5 separate regions of the Mus musculus genome follow, and regions 1, 2, 3 and 4 are each linked to region 5. A link is a contact called in public HiChIP or PLAC-seq data. All regions are on one chromosome and are shown on one strand. Each heading gives the region's core, a stretch centred on a gene start, on an enhancer-like site or on the middle of the called end of the contact. The rest is flanking DNA. Distances are from core to core; before and after follow the strand shown. Region 1 has its middle 8.0 kb from the start of Gm39719. Region 2 holds the start of Srp9 (signal recognition particle 9). Region 3 has its middle 35 kb from the start of Wdr26. Region 4 overlaps Cnih3 (cornichon family AMPA receptor auxiliary protein 3). Region 5 overlaps Dnah14 (dynein, axonemal, heavy chain 14).

Evidence for each region. HiChIP or PLAC-seq counts read pairs in DNA pulled down with a chosen protein or histone mark.
Region 1: a FOXA1 HiChIP or PLAC-seq map of pancreatic cancer cells shows a contact between it and region 5. The contact joins two enhancer-like sites. A contact is called at or near these places in 1 of 39 promoter capture datasets (hippocampal neurons) and 2 of 115 datasets of contacts at active chromatin or transcription factors (embryonic stem cells and pancreatic cancer cells).
Region 2: an H3K27ac HiChIP or PLAC-seq map of embryonic stem cells shows a contact between it and region 5, with 4 times the contacts expected there. The contact joins the promoter of Srp9 here to the enhancer-like site in region 5. A contact is called at or near these places in 2 of 39 promoter capture datasets (liver and trophoblast stem cells), 14 of 484 Hi-C or Micro-C datasets (the CH12 cell line, the G1E-ER4 cell line, Sertoli cells and 6 more), 6 of 115 datasets of contacts at active chromatin or transcription factors (the SCID.adh cell line, embryonic stem cells, fetal liver and 2 more) and 3 of 9 other capture datasets (adipose tissue, embryonic stem cells and pancreatic islet).
Region 3: a FOXA1 HiChIP or PLAC-seq map of pancreatic cancer cells shows a contact between it and region 5. The contact joins two enhancer-like sites. A contact is called at or near these places in 1 of 39 promoter capture datasets (the 3T3-L1 cell line), 3 of 115 datasets of contacts at active chromatin or transcription factors (astrocytes, embryonic stem cells and pancreatic cancer cells) and 1 of 9 other capture datasets (embryonic stem cells).
Region 4: an HNF4G HiChIP or PLAC-seq map of pancreatic cancer cells shows a contact between it and region 5. The contact joins two enhancer-like sites. A contact is called at or near these places in 2 of 39 promoter capture datasets (cranial neural crest and stem cell-derived epiblast-like cells) and 1 of 115 datasets of contacts at active chromatin or transcription factors (pancreatic cancer cells).

The regions. Positions count from the first base shown.
Region 1 is chr1:182,087,004-182,089,717 of GRCm38.p6, forward strand. No RefSeq gene overlaps it. Among named protein-coding and RNA genes, the nearest start is that of Gm39719, 8.0 kb to the right of the region's middle. Within about 2 kb of position 1,433, at least 139 of the 459 cell types and tissues checked have an H3K27ac peak or open chromatin away from gene starts, as enhancers often do. A contact at or near this core is called in pancreatic cancer cells, where this site is marked.
Region 2 is chr1:182,123,415-182,126,114 of GRCm38.p6, forward strand. Srp9 (signal recognition particle 9) reads left to right here and starts at 1,323. Exons shown (of 3, transcript NM_012058.3): 1 at 1,323-1,561. The coding sequence starts at 1,490. It overlaps Gm33725 (a long non-coding RNA gene), which reads right to left and starts at 1,352. Exons shown (of 3, transcript XR_373761.4): 1 at 1,019-1,352.
Region 3 is chr1:181,245,590-181,248,324 of GRCm38.p6, forward strand. No RefSeq gene overlaps it. Among named protein-coding and RNA genes, the nearest start is that of Wdr26, 35 kb to the left of the region's middle. Within about 2 kb of position 1,417, at least 184 of the 459 cell types and tissues checked have an H3K27ac peak or open chromatin away from gene starts, as enhancers often do. A contact at or near this core is called in pancreatic cancer cells, where this site is marked.
Region 4 is chr1:181,394,117-181,396,816 of GRCm38.p6, forward strand. All of the region lies in intron 1 of Cnih3 (cornichon family AMPA receptor auxiliary protein 3), which reads left to right. Among named protein-coding and RNA genes, the nearest start is that of Cnih3, 43 kb to the left of the region's middle. Within about 2 kb of position 1,290, at least 91 of the 459 cell types and tissues checked have an H3K27ac peak or open chromatin away from gene starts, as enhancers often do. A contact at or near this core is called in pancreatic cancer cells, where this site is marked.
Region 5 is chr1:181,741,211-181,743,910 of GRCm38.p6, forward strand. It overlaps Dnah14 (dynein, axonemal, heavy chain 14), which reads left to right. Exons shown (of 87, transcript NM_001377039.1): 59 at 1-123. Among named protein-coding and RNA genes, the nearest start is that of Lbr, 100 kb to the right of the region's middle. Within about 2 kb of position 1,436, at least 21 of the 459 cell types and tissues checked have an H3K27ac peak or open chromatin away from gene starts, as enhancers often do. A contact at or near this core is called in embryonic stem cells, pancreatic cancer cells and trophoblast stem cells, where this site is marked.

The DNA of each region.
Region 1 (2,714 bases), core at 183-2,682, 350 kb after region 5:
GGAAATGTTAACAGTCATTGGATGCAACAGGACTCTTCGGGAGGCAGAGCCCAGGGATGGGACCAGCCAGGGCACTGTCGATGGGCATCCAGGGCACAGCACAAAAGCCTCCATGGGAATGCTCCAACAATGATGGCATGGAGCTCTGGCCTCACGTTTCACTTTAAAAGAGGCCACCATCTAAACAGGTTGAGATACTCCTTTTGGTCTATCTGTAGCCAGAGGGTCACTTGTCCACAGATGAGCGGAGCAAGTGAACTGGTCTCCCCCATTCCTTCTCGGGCTTGACCCAGGGCTGGTGGAAGAAAGATGACTCCTATGTTGGAAGACAATCTATGCCTTAATTTCATGTGATTTTAACTGTGAACTATGTTAGATCCCCATATGTGGTTATTATTTTGGATTAATATTCCAAATAGTGATCTCTCTTTGTCACAAAGACAAGGGCCGGGGAAGATCATGTGAGCACGAATCTTCTTTCAGGGTCAGTCAGACTGAGCTGCCGGGTGCAGACTCATTCAGAGAGGCCCAACTGAGATCTGAAGGACTTCCAGAGTGTTTCCTCATGCTTGACTTCTTAGTGTTGGGGAATGTAGCTCAGTGATACAGCACTTGCCTGGCATGTCTGACACCCTGGGTCCCATCCCCAGGACCAAACAACACAACAATACACTACTTCCTCTTGCTGTTCCTCCTCCTCCTCTTCCTCCTCCCCCTCCTCTTCCTCCTCTCCTCCTTCTCTTCCTCCTCCTCTTCCTCCTCCTTTTCCTCCTTTTTTTTCGAGACAGGGTTTCTCTGTGTAGCCCTGGCTGTCCGGCAACTTGCTCTGTAGACCAGGCTGTCCTTGAACTCAAGAGATCCGCCTGCCTCTGCCTCCTGGGTGCTGGGATTAAAGGCCACCACTGCCTGGCTTGGTGTTTCCTCTTTTAAAAAGCTGTATAACAGGAAGCGGGGAGGATAAGAGGCAGCGGAGTTCTCCTTTAAATGAACTCTATCCCCGGCCTCAGTATATAAAACAACAAAGGGTTGAGCTGCTTCCAGAGAGCAGGGATGGGAATCTGGGAGTTTGACCTCCTTCTTTCTCTTGGCCTCTGGGAAGCCATCCATCCTGGGTTCCAGAAATATGCCATCATCCCGATCATAATTTCCCAATCTCTGAGGGAAATTCTGTCATCTGGTGCTTTCGATGACTGTGTTCAAATGTTACAAAAGATCTGGCAGAGTCCCAACGGCAGAGTCAAGCATTTGGGCTTGGAAGCCACCGGGTGTAATATTAAGGTGTCTAAGTGGCCACCAGCTCTATTCTAGGGGTTCCTAGCCTCTCATCTGAGTCCCCCGGTAGGCAGGAGAAGGCCATAAGAAGAACAGAAAGCATGACACACTCACCTCTGAGGTCAGGTGGCGTGTCAGCTTTACTTTCCGAGCTGACTCAGGGCGCCTCCCACCAAGCTGCTGGCTTGCTGAGGCCTGTCCTGAAAGCTGACTTAGTAGATGGTTGTGTCTACACAGAGGTTTTTGCCCAGCAGCTAAAGAACATGTAACAGATGCCTGCATGCAAATCCCAGAAGGCACCAGATCAGCTAGCTTCCTTTCCTGAACACCCCAGGAGAGCCAGACCCACAGGTGGTCTTCAGACTGGGACATTTGAGTTATTCCAGATAACTGACCCCCCTCCTTGGGTATATCTCAAAAGGAGAGAGAAAAGGCCTAGCTTCAGGACACAGAGGGGCCATAATGAAGAGAACTGAGCTGTGCTCTCAAGAATCGGATAAAGCTCCTTCCTGGGACAAGGAAGCTATGGGGTCAGGCCTGAGGGCTGGGGTTATTTCAGGTGTCTGTTTCACCAACTGAGAGGCCACAACCTGTCTTCTTAGTTTCCCTCTGCAATCAAGCCTACCCGGTTCACCATGTTCTCTGTGCAGTGCGAGAGCCAGTCACTAAACACTGCTCTCTACAAACTGGCCCATCTCGGAGGGTCACGTGACAAGAATGCTTCTCTCGGTAACAGGACAGATTGTCACGCTGCTGTGATCAAAGGCCTTGGTCCCCAGGTCTTGGGCAGCAGGGCCCTGGCTCGGGCACTGAGCTATAATTATCTGGAAGCTGGCCAGGCCTCCTCCGTGAAGAGCCTGGGCCTGGGATCATCTGGAAAAACTCAACACATTCCACACTGTCCCAAGAGGGAGCCCAGGGGAAGCCTGGTGAAGCTTCTGTCTTAGACTTTGGAGCTGGGCTATCTGTACCTACGTCCTAGGTCCTATGAAGATGGAACAATGCTCAGAACCACTCCTCCTGGAGTCTTTGCCAAGAGCTACTGTGCGGAAAGGTCCGGAACAACTGTGTCACGCGTAGATGAGGCACAGTGACTGCCTAGACCAGGGCTTTGTTTCCAGTTTAAGTCCCGACCTCCTCCTCCTCCCTCAAATCCATGGGGTCATATACTCTGCCACAGTTTGAATACGGAGGATACACAAGGCCAGTTCGCTGTTTCCCTACACACCCCAAGTCCCCTGTCCAGAGCTCTGCATTGTGACACAGATCCTGGAAAAAGTCTAAACAGCCTCCTTGAGGACTGGCTGGCACCAGGATCTTTCAAGATTCGGTTGAACAGTTTCAGTCCACCCGTGGTCCTAAGCTGGAGGAAACAAGGTCATGTTGCCTAGCATAAGGGTCTGCACTTCCCTGGTGACTGTTCGGTGACTTATCTGTAAGCA
Region 2 (2,700 bases), core at 73-2,572, 380 kb after region 5:
TAATCCCAGCACTTGGGAGGCAGAGGCAGGCGGATTTCTGAGTTCAAGGCCAGCCTGGTCTACAGAGAGAGTTCCAGGACAGCCAGGGATACACAGAAAAACCCTGTCTTGAAAAACAAACAAACAAACAAACAAACAAAGAAGAAAGAAAGAAAAAGAAAAGAAAAAGATAGGGAAGAGGAAGGCAAGATGGGGAGGAGAATGTGGCTAAGTTCAGTGGCAGAGACCTTGTCTAGAATGCACAATCCTTAGCACTGAAAACCCAAAACAATACAAGACAAAACAAAACAAAAAACCCAACAAAACTGTTTAAAGCTGATCAATGGGGGCTGGTGAGAGGGCTCAGGGTTAAGAGCACTGACTGCTCTTCCAGAGGTCATGAATGAGTTCAAATCCCAGCAACCACATGGTGGCTCACAACCATCTGTAATGAGAAACAAAAAATAAAAACAACAACAGCAACAACAACAACAAACCTTTGGGCCCGGATTGAGGAGGGGCAGAGCAAGATGGAGAAGGGAAGGGGGAAAAAGCAGCTCAATGGACAGGGGGATGTAATTTTTAGTAAGAGTAAACATTCGTGGGGCCAGGAGTGAAGACAGAGGAAATGAATTACAAGGAGGCATGAAGAAATTTCTAGAGGTGAAAAATACCCCCATATATTGATTATGACATTAGGCAAGTAGGTATATGCTCTGTGGCTGTGTGACGTGTGTGTATATGTATTTTTTTCAGAATCCATGATCGTATATTCTCAAAGCCGATGTTTACTGCACACATAAACTATATACCCCAATAAAATTTCTTTTAAAAGCTGTCCTGTGTCACACTCTGCCTGAGGGAAAGACTCAAATTTCGTATCCTAGCAGATGCCACAGTGTAGCTTCCTTCTCTCTGTGCTTCTTCTCTTCCTCCATTCCCTTGAACACTACTGTTCCTCTTAAGTACACGTACACTGCAGATCTTAAATGTGCCTAGAGGTCTCGCCCTTCTCTACTCCCTATTCAGTTTGTCTCACCTCTGGGAGCCTTGCTCCTTTTTGTTCCACTGACCCGATACAAAAGTCTACCACAGAAAGTTTTTGGTTGCGCGTCCGTTATGTCTCCCCAACTCCTTGATTAGGCTTTGAGTGTGACAGCTGCGCCTTGTCATCACCACGACTGTGACTTGGGTACCAGGTCACAGAGCTCCTTAGTCTTTGGAAAGGCAGCACAGGCACTATCCCCTCCAGCCCTGCAGGCGGCGCTGTGGCAGCCGCCCTCTCCTCTCCCGACCTCTCAGAGCGGAGGCCCCGCCCCCCGACATCACGCCTCCTGCCCATTGGACAGGCGCGCGGCCGAGGCTGGCCAATGGCGTGAGCGCTCGTGAGCCTCCGTCTTTGCGCCGCCGGAGTGCAGCGCTGTGGGCGGTTGCGGGAGAGCGGCGGGCCGCCGGGGCGACAGCGCCGTGACTCGCTTCGCGGCCTTGTTCCTCGCTGCCTGAAGCCACGATGCCTCAGTTCCAGACCTGGGAGGAGTTCAGCCGGGCGGCCGAGAAGCTCTACCTGGCGGACCCCATGAAGGTGAGTCGCTGCAGGGACCGCCCTGGGGCCCGGGGCTTCTCTACCCTTGGCGCGGCCTGAGCACGCCCAGGAAACAGTCGGCCCACCCGGTGCCACTGTCCCTTCGTCTGCTTCCGACTGACCCGGAGACCCAGTGACCCAGCGAGGCGACCCCAGCAGCTACAGGCAGGGCGGTTTCCGCAGCGCCGGACCCCACAGCGGCCTGCACCCGGGGGAGCTCCTAACTTCCGCTCGGGATCTGGTTGGTTTACGTGTCGCTGAGTGGGCTCCTCCCCCTGCACCGTCGCTTTCCTGTCCGTCGCTTAGTTTAGTGCCCCTTTCCTTTCCTACCCAGACCCGAGAGTACCAGCTTATAAAATGGTGCTACTGTACGTCCCAGTTAGGAAGCACCTGCTCTACTTTTTTTTTTTTTTTTTTGGATAGTGGGGATTTTTAGTCTTTTCCTGGACCAGTTGAAACATGGAGACTGTTTGCACTCTCACGTTAGACATAAATGTTTGCAAGCGGTTTCATTCCCCAAAGCAAACTACCCAGTCCCATCTCAGCAGTTCAGAACAAGTTCCGGGAGGGGGACACAAAGGTCAGCTTCATCATTCCTTAAAGGATTGTTGAAGGTATGGTAGACGCATGTTTTATGAATATACACGTTAAGGAAAAAGAAAACAAAAACAAAAAAACCGATGAGCAGCTAACAATCTCAAGAACCCGGGCTCAGTGCATAACACGAACTCTGTGTGTGTGTGTGTGTATCATAATGAGACTGCAGAGACACTCAGCATGCAGAACTCACTTAAGGATGGAAAGAGGGAATCTACTCCTTAAATTTGCCCTCTGACCACACATCTCTCACACTAACATGTACACACACAGACACACACATGTAAGTAAAAATCAAAAATATATTGGTACTGGCAGCTTGCGGTGGCAGTACTTACTACAGGATTTTACAGGGAGCATCTTTTACTTTTGGTTGTGAGCATAGCCTTTAGCAGCTAAGCCATCTCTCCAAGCCCACAGGAAGCATCTTTTAAGAAGGTCAGTCCATTAATTCTTACGTATGTCAGTGTTTGCTTGTGCACATGGGGTGCCTGCCCTGCTGGGGTCAGAAGAGGGCATTGAATCCCCGGGAAATGGAGTTA
Region 3 (2,735 bases), core at 167-2,666, 500 kb before region 5:
AGAGATGTGAAGCATAGCAATCAGTGGTGAAGCTGGCGACTAGAGGGTTAAATCAACCAAGATTTTCTTTGCTCTGAGCCAAAATATTGAACTTCATGCAGCAACAGGAAGCCCTGCTTAAATACTTAAAAAAAAAAAAAAAAGTAGCCTGCCTGAATTTGTGTTAGGAAGTTAGCTCTGATGGCCCGGGAATGACAGATGGGAGGGGTACTTGAAGCAAATAACTGGGTTTTTTTGTTTGTTTGTTTCTGTTCCTTGTGGTTGTTTTGTTTTATTTTGTTTGAGACAAGGTCTCAGTACATAGCCCTAACTGGCCTGGAACTTGCTGTGTAAACCAGGCTGGCTTCCAGCTCACAGACATCCACCTGCCTCTGCCTCTTTGAATGCTTTGGATAAAAGCGTGCATCACCATTCCTGGCCCCAAGCTTGTTTTGGTTAAGTAATAAGCCCAGGTATTTTATCAAACCACCCCAGATGTGGCTGGCTGGGAGGGGGCCGCAGGCAGCTCCTTTAGCGACCTTTCTCTCTTCTCCCCTGAGAGCTTGTAGTACACAGCAGAGAGGCCAAGAACCCACACCGCTGCTCCTCAGAGAACGGCGCTTAGAATCTGTTTTTGCTAAAAAGGCATGGGTTGCTCACTTCAGCTCACAAAGCTACTGCAAGCGGGAAGGGAACCTGGAATCTCTCCTTCGCGCTGGCATCTGCTTGTCCTGCTGGCCTCCAGAAGTGTCCAACCTATCCTGTGGCCCTCAAGGCTGAAAGGCACAGAGAAAAATCACTGTGTGAAACCTGCAGTCACCTTGGACACCAGGAATAGCAAAACCTGGAAAGATCCCCTTAAGGGAGGACTTCTTCAGGCCACCTTGTAGGACAGGACTGAGACACTAACCAACCAGCCCATACCCTGACCAGGACTTGACCAACCAGCCCACACCCTGACTGCTCCTTTGTACAGACCACTTGCCTCTGTGGTAATTCTTCCTCTGTCCCTCCCCCGTTCCCCCCCCCCCCACCAGTCACTGGGCCCCTTATCTAGTCCTCTCCCCAGCATGGCCCCACTAAGCAAACCCAGCTCTTTCTCACTGTTTCTCTTTTTCATTGGTGTTCTGGGGACAGGAGAAGTCATTTCTTCTGGACCGTCAGAGCTCAGGCTTTTGCCCTAAAAACTTCAGTAGCACTCAAGATGTGATCCAGTTGTTCAGACATTTCAAGAAACAGAAGGCTCATCATTTTACATTTTAAAGCAAGTTCTTACAGCTTTTTAAACGTGTGCATAGCGACTTCTCCTTTAAGTGATCAGATAAAGGACTACAAATTGCTTTGTTTGAACTTTTGACTCAGGGCCTGCCTTCTCTGCTGTAGCGGTGCCAACTGCTCCAGCCTCCCCTTGGGCCGACAGTGGCAGGGCTGTGTGCATCACCGCTCTCTCTGTGCCCTGTGCTGTAGCAGCCCCTCAGCTCCACCCACTCCCTTGTCCTAGGACCCCCTCCCATGGCACTCCAAACTGTCTCATTTGCATGATTCCAGTTGCTTTCCTCCAGCTGAAAACTCTTAGAGGATATTTTTTTAGTAGTATGATTAAGAAACAAGAGCCAAAGAAAAAGACCAAAAAAAAAAAAGAAACAAGAGCCCTGGCTCACAACCATTCTCTCCTAGTCCTGTCTCTCCACACAGCCGAATATGGGTAAATCAGTCTCTCTGATGCCGATTTCCCCTTTGGCTTCTAGAAATAGAAGCTTAAAACACACCCAGGGGTTTCCAACCCAGAGAGGTCCACAGAAGCTTCTGGTTTCACTGGCTACCGGCTTCCTGTCTGAGTCACAGAGAACTAGGCCCAGCAGTGACTCATTAGTGTCATGACACCCTTGCCATTGGTACCATCATGGTGCTGCTGAGCTGCCCTGGTCTCCAGGCTAGTTGGAGCCTCCCAGACAGGCAGCAGGGACCAGCAACAGAATACAATGGGTTGACCTTGAGGGCAGGAAACCAAACCAGAAGCCATGAGTTTCAGAAGAACCTCCTCCATGTCCACCTGCCTCTGGCCAGAAGACCTTCCCCCAAGCAGCCTCGAGTCTGCATGAGACACTCACTGATACAGGCAAAAGGGCCACACGTGCCCTAGGACATGGATGCGATGAACCCATTTGGGAAAATGCTCATCATCTGAGAGACAGGAGAGGGTACGATGCTAAGGCACAGTCCCAAAGACTACCGGGCCAAAGAGAAGCAGCTACCATCTTGCCCAGGCCCAAGCATGGCAGCAGGGTCAGCGGAGAATTCCTTTCCACCATCTATGTTTATGCTGAGCCCTTTCCTACGTGTGACCACATAGGTGTGCGACTCTGTTCTGTGCTCTCGCTGTATGGCTGTGACTGCAGCGCCTGGATTGACACCTACAGGGCAATAATGTTCCACGAGCAATTGGATTTTTTTTCTCTGTCCAGAAAAGAAGCAAGTCAGGTTAAAATTAAGCATAGAGCCATAGCCCATTGATCTTGTAGTAAAAAAATCTAAGTAGATAAAAGTTCAAGGTTAATCCTGGTACCCCTTTCTCTGCCACAGGAAGGATGCTGCTTGGACTGAGAGGGAATTGGGGTTCAGGATTTGGCCTCTAGGGATTGTGTGACATAGTCTCAAGTCCTTACCTGAGGCAAACTTGGAGAGTTTCATACAAGCTTGGAAAAGGAAGAGACACTGGCGCCATTATCTCCACCTAGTATGTCTAACAGGTTTCC
Region 4 (2,700 bases), core at 40-2,539, 350 kb before region 5:
CAGGGGTTGAAGATGCCAGCGTGTTCTGTGTTCAGGTTATGTTCTCCATGTCGGTCCAGGGACAGGGCAGCCGAGGTCTCCCTTGCTGGTTTGTCTGCTGATCGTAGTCCCCAGCTGTGACAGGGTGAATGAACCCTGCAGTCTCTCTCACCTACCTGCTTTCTTTCCAGTTGTTACCTGTGTCTTCTCCATAGTGACAGCTTTCACTAGACTTAGATTGTCAAGCTGATGACTTTGCCTTAGACCAGGGATGAAGACTCATAGTCAGGAGTATGGGAAAAATATCTCAGGGACAGCAACCAGTTAAGAAAGTGGCATCATTACCTACTGAGCACTGGCCCTGGGACTCTTTGTCTCTTTGCTTTATATATGTTCCTTCTTCTCCTTTTTCTTCTTCTTCTTTCCTTCCTTTTTCCTTCTTCCTCCCTCTCCTCCTCTTCTCTCTCTCCCCTCTTCTCTTCCTCCTCTTCTTTTCTCTCCCTCTCCTCCTCTTTCCCTCCCCTTCCAGCCATCTCTGTATGTTTTCATGTGTATATGTGTGCATGTGTGAGTGGTCACGGGTACACATGGACACATTTTAAGTGGTCCTCACGCTCACATGGAAAGCCCTTCAGTATGGCGAGCACATTTCTGAGCTGGCCATCTCTCTAGTCCCCATCATTTCTTTTGCTCCTTGCAGTGGCTCTGAGATAGGAACTATAATTGTCCTTTCTTTATATTTGAAGTGATGGAGGTATTATTGTTCTTTTTTTTTATTATTTGAGGTAACTGAGGTTTGGAAAGGTTAATAAAACTTGCCTGCAGTCACACAAATCAGTGAGACAGATATTGAATCCCAGCAGGGTCCCTGTGACTCACACAGAGCCCGAGCTCCCTGTGGAGTTGCCCCTCAGTGTGGACACAGAGGGAGTCCGTGCTCAAATCTAGCAGAATTCTCATTTCTGTACTCTGTACTGTGGGCTAGGCCTCTTCTCCACACTCCCTGCAGCCCGCTGAGGCAGGAACATTAGTCTTCTTATTTTATAAACAAAAAGGTCACAGTCTGGGGAGGTAAAAGGTACATTCAAGGTCAGGGAGCTAGTGATGGGTAGGTAGGTACCTATAAAGATGGAAGATACAGGGACTAGGGGTAGCTCTGCTTGTAACATGAGGGGCATATGGGAGGTGTCTGAGAGAATGGTAGATGAGGGACCACAGTGATTGTGGCTGAGTCAGCCTTCTTTAGCTGTGCTCAAGTGTCTGGCGTGATTGGCTTAAAGGAGGGGAACTTCTGACTCACAGTTTGTAAGTTTTAGTTATCGGTCAGTTCCTCTCCTGTTTTGGGACCTGCGATGAGGTCATTGTGGGGAGGCTGTGCTGGAGCACAGCTGCTTGCCTAGAGGAAAAGAGAGAAAGAAGAGAGATAGGGCAGGTGGTGGGGGGATGATGGAATATGAAGGGCTGAAATCCCACCAATATGCCCTTCAAGGCCATGTCCTAATGACGTAACTTCCTCCCACGAGGCCACACCTCCTAATGATGTAACTTCCTCCCACTAGGCCACACCTCCTCAAGCTTCTACCACATAGCACCACAGGCTGGTGACAAAGCCTTTAACATATAGGCCTTTGGGGACATTTAAGATGTATATTATTATGGCAGTATAAAGAGATCAGAGGATCATGGGACTGAATGTGGTGTATTGGTGGTCGGGGGTCAGATATACAGGAGCAGCAGACAGAAGGGTGGGTTCCATTTTATCCCTAATCATTGGCCCACTCTGCCTAGTCTAAGTGGCTCTGCCCCTTTAGACTCTGCTATGGAATTGGCCTGGTCCCATCTTGTTGGCAGGCCATAGCACAGGGATCCCTGCTCAAGATAAGAGCAGCCGCTGCCCTGTGACAGTAACAAGCTGTCCTGTGTGTGCTGTCGGGGAGATGCATCTGCTGACCCTGCTTCTCCAAAGGGCCCCACTAGATGAGACTGGTGGAGTCAGGACATGACTGAGATCTCTGTGTTGGCTTTAAAGTGCTTTCCTTGGTCTCATTAGCTCCTGGGCACATTGTTTGGGTATCCTTAGATGACAGAGGGCTGGTGCCAAGCCTGCTGGGTCACGGCCCATGTTGGTATTGATGGGTGTACTATGAAGTGTTCTTTATTCCGTCTCATAAGGGAAAGTGAATCTCATTAGCAAAGGCCGAAGACAACTAAGGAAGAGGGTGAGTGCTGGACTCCAGATCTGACCCTTTGCTGGCTGGCTCTGGGCATTACAGAGCACAGACTATCCAGTGACAACGTTATGAGTGATAGCTACTTTTTGATTATGCTTCATGGTCCTCGATGGCTGAGCAAGGACTGGGATAAATGCTTGGTACTTCATAGAGCCCCAAAACAACTGTCTGAGTCTAGAACCAGTGCTCCATCCTTCCCAGGAGCACATGAGACATTTTCCTGAGCAGCTTAGAATCAGCAAGGGAAGAGACTTAGGTAGTACTCAAGCTGCACTCATTGGTTGGGCGCTCTGTATCCCAGCCAATCAAAACGCTTCCGTAGCCTGCTTGCCTTCCAAATGTTGGCACTCCCTGCTCTAACAGGACCCCAAAGCTTGGGATTTTTCTGAAGGCATTGCTTCTATTGGAACAAGACATGGAGAGGAAGTGAGATGGTGTGTTCTGTGTCTTTCATGCACAGGTTTGGGGACTTATAGGAGGAAGCTACTTT
Region 5 (2,700 bases), core at 186-2,685:
GAGCGCAAAATACTTTGAAGAAACTGGAAAGCACTATTACATCACTCCCAGTTGCTACTTTAAGTTCTTGGAGACATTTACCCACAGTCTGAGGATAAGACAAGAAGAGATGCAGACAAAGAGGTAAGGCTTTGACTAAAACAGAAATGTGTGTTTTTACATCAGTGCTTCTGTGTCTATAAAATGCCATCTATAAAAGATAGACACAAATACAAAATAATGAATTCAAATCTACCTTTCCTGTGGGAGCCTCGGGGCCAGCAACTACAGCGGATCATAAGGAGACAGTCCGCACCTCCCCTGCATGCATCTGGAGGCCACCCCACCATGGAGAGACTGAGGGATCTAACATGGAAAAATCAGTTCTTGTTAGATTGTTTCTCACCGATGTAGACAGTGGAAGCAAGGCGATGGCTGGAGGTGCCATTCCCTGTGGCTTTGGGGCTAATACCAAAAAACAAGTGGCCAGATGCCTGCAGCACAGATGGCCAAGAACATGTGCCATACTGCCTCAAAGAGCATTATGGGTCACAGCTCTGGCTGAGAATATATAGAAGAAAAACATACACACACACACAACACACACACACAAAGCAGGAAGCCTCAGGCGTGATTAGATCCATCTTCGTCGTTGCTGATGGTGCTGTTGTGGTTCTTGTTGTTGGACTATCTCTGACTTGTTCTTTGATAGTCTTACACATCTCCAATGTATCTTGACCATGCCCATCCCAGCACTCCACCTCCCTCGCCTCCAGCCTCTCTCCTTGCGTCTTCCCACAGACTCTCACGTCCCTCCCTAGCCTCTTTTCTTCTTTTTTTTCTTGCTCTGAGTCCAGATAGCCCTGTTTGCTGGGATGTTGAGTGGATCTTGTTGACGCAGGCTCACCCGGGTGAAAATAGCTGCAGTGGAACCCGAGCACCATGCTATGTCCTGTCCAGAAGACAGCCTTTCATGGTTCTTCTCCCAGCCTCCAGCTCTCACATGCTTTCCTCTGCCTTTGTAACTTTTTTTATGGTGCCAAGGACTCAGGTGTGCTAGACAAGCAGTCTGCCACTCACTTCCTCCCACTGCCCCGAATACATAACCAGAACCCAGGAGACAACGAGAATCTGTCTCGTGACAGCCCCCTGGAGAGAAAGTAAATGGATAGGAATCAGCCTTGGAATACTTCTCACAAATATCCAGAATTCTCACATGCCAGAACAACAGAGCTCCAGCTGAGAGTCAGAACCAGGGCAGATGAGTCACACCTAGATGGGCTTCAGGCCCCACAGGACAGTTACCCTACTAAGAGCCCATAGCCCATTGCAGGCCTGTTGTGCATCCAGCAAACAAGTCATTAAAATAAAAAAAGCCCCTTTGTCAGGCACCTTTGGACAGACTCCATTCAGGCTGTCTTATAATATGTTGAATGAGAGTAGCTGTAGTGAGGACTCCCACTGAGAAGCTAAACCACAGTCAGACGCTCTGTACAGAGCAGAGCTCCATCACTCAGCTGGTGTGTCTAGACATCCTGGCAGTTATACAACTCTGCCCCAGCTGGGCAGCAGGAATTATGAGTAGTCTTGTATGATGAATACATCCCAGCCTGGCATTTACCTGATAATTTAGTGTAGCCTTGATCACCCTCTCCTAACCTGGGGTCAGTGTCAGATTTCATTGACTTTTGTCTGCGACATCAGGTGGGCTGAAAGACTGCCAGTTCAGTGCAGAGCGGTTGGGATAGTTGGAACACAGGCTAAAGAAGCCACAGTAAGTTCAGAAGTGAATCTTGCCCTCTTGCTCCAGTGGAGGTGTCTACCTTCCAGGGTGTTTCCTCTTGCTCCAGTGGAGGTGTCTACCTTCCAGGATGTTTCCTCTTGCTCCAGTGGAGGTGTCTACCTTCCAGGATGTTTCCTCTTGCTCCAGTGGAGGTGTCTACCTTCCAGGGTGTTTCCTCTTGCTCCAGTGGAGGTGTCTACCTTCCAGGGTGTTTCCTCTTGCTCCAGTGGAGGTGTCTACCTTCCAGGGTGTTTCCTCTTGCTCCAGTGGAGGTGTCTACCTTCCAGGGTGTTTCCTCTTGCTCCAGTGGAGGTGTCTACCTTCCAGGGTGTTTCCTCTTGCTCCAGTGGAGGTGTCTACCTTCCAGGGTGTTTCCTCTTGCTCCAGTGGAGGTGTCTACCTTCCAGGGTGTTTCCTCTTGCTCCAGTGGAGGTGTCTACCTTCCAGGGTGTTTCCTCTTGCTCCAGTGGAGGTGTCTACCTTCCAGGGTGTTTCCTCTTGCTCCAGTGGAGGTGTCTACCTTCCAGGGTGTTTCCTCTTGCTCCAGTGGAGGTATCTACCTTCCAGGGTGTTTCCTCTTGCTCCAGTGGAGGTGTCTACCTTCCAGGGTGTTTCCTCTTGCTCCAGTGGAGGTATCTACCTTCCAGGGTGTTTCCTCTTGCTCCAGTGGAGGTGTCTACCTTCCAGGATGTTTCCTCTTGCTCCAGTGGAGGTGTCTACCTTCCAGGGTGTTTCCTCTTGCTCCAGTGGAGGTGTCTACCTTCCAGGGTGTTTCCTCTTGCTCCAGTGGAGGTGTCTACCTTCCAGTGTGTTTCCTCTTGCTCCAGTGGAGGTGTCTACCTTCCAGGATGTTTCCTCTTGCTCCAGTGGAGGTGTCTACCTTTCAGGATGTTTCCTCTTGCTCCAGTGGAGTTGTCTACTTTCCAGGATGTTTCCTC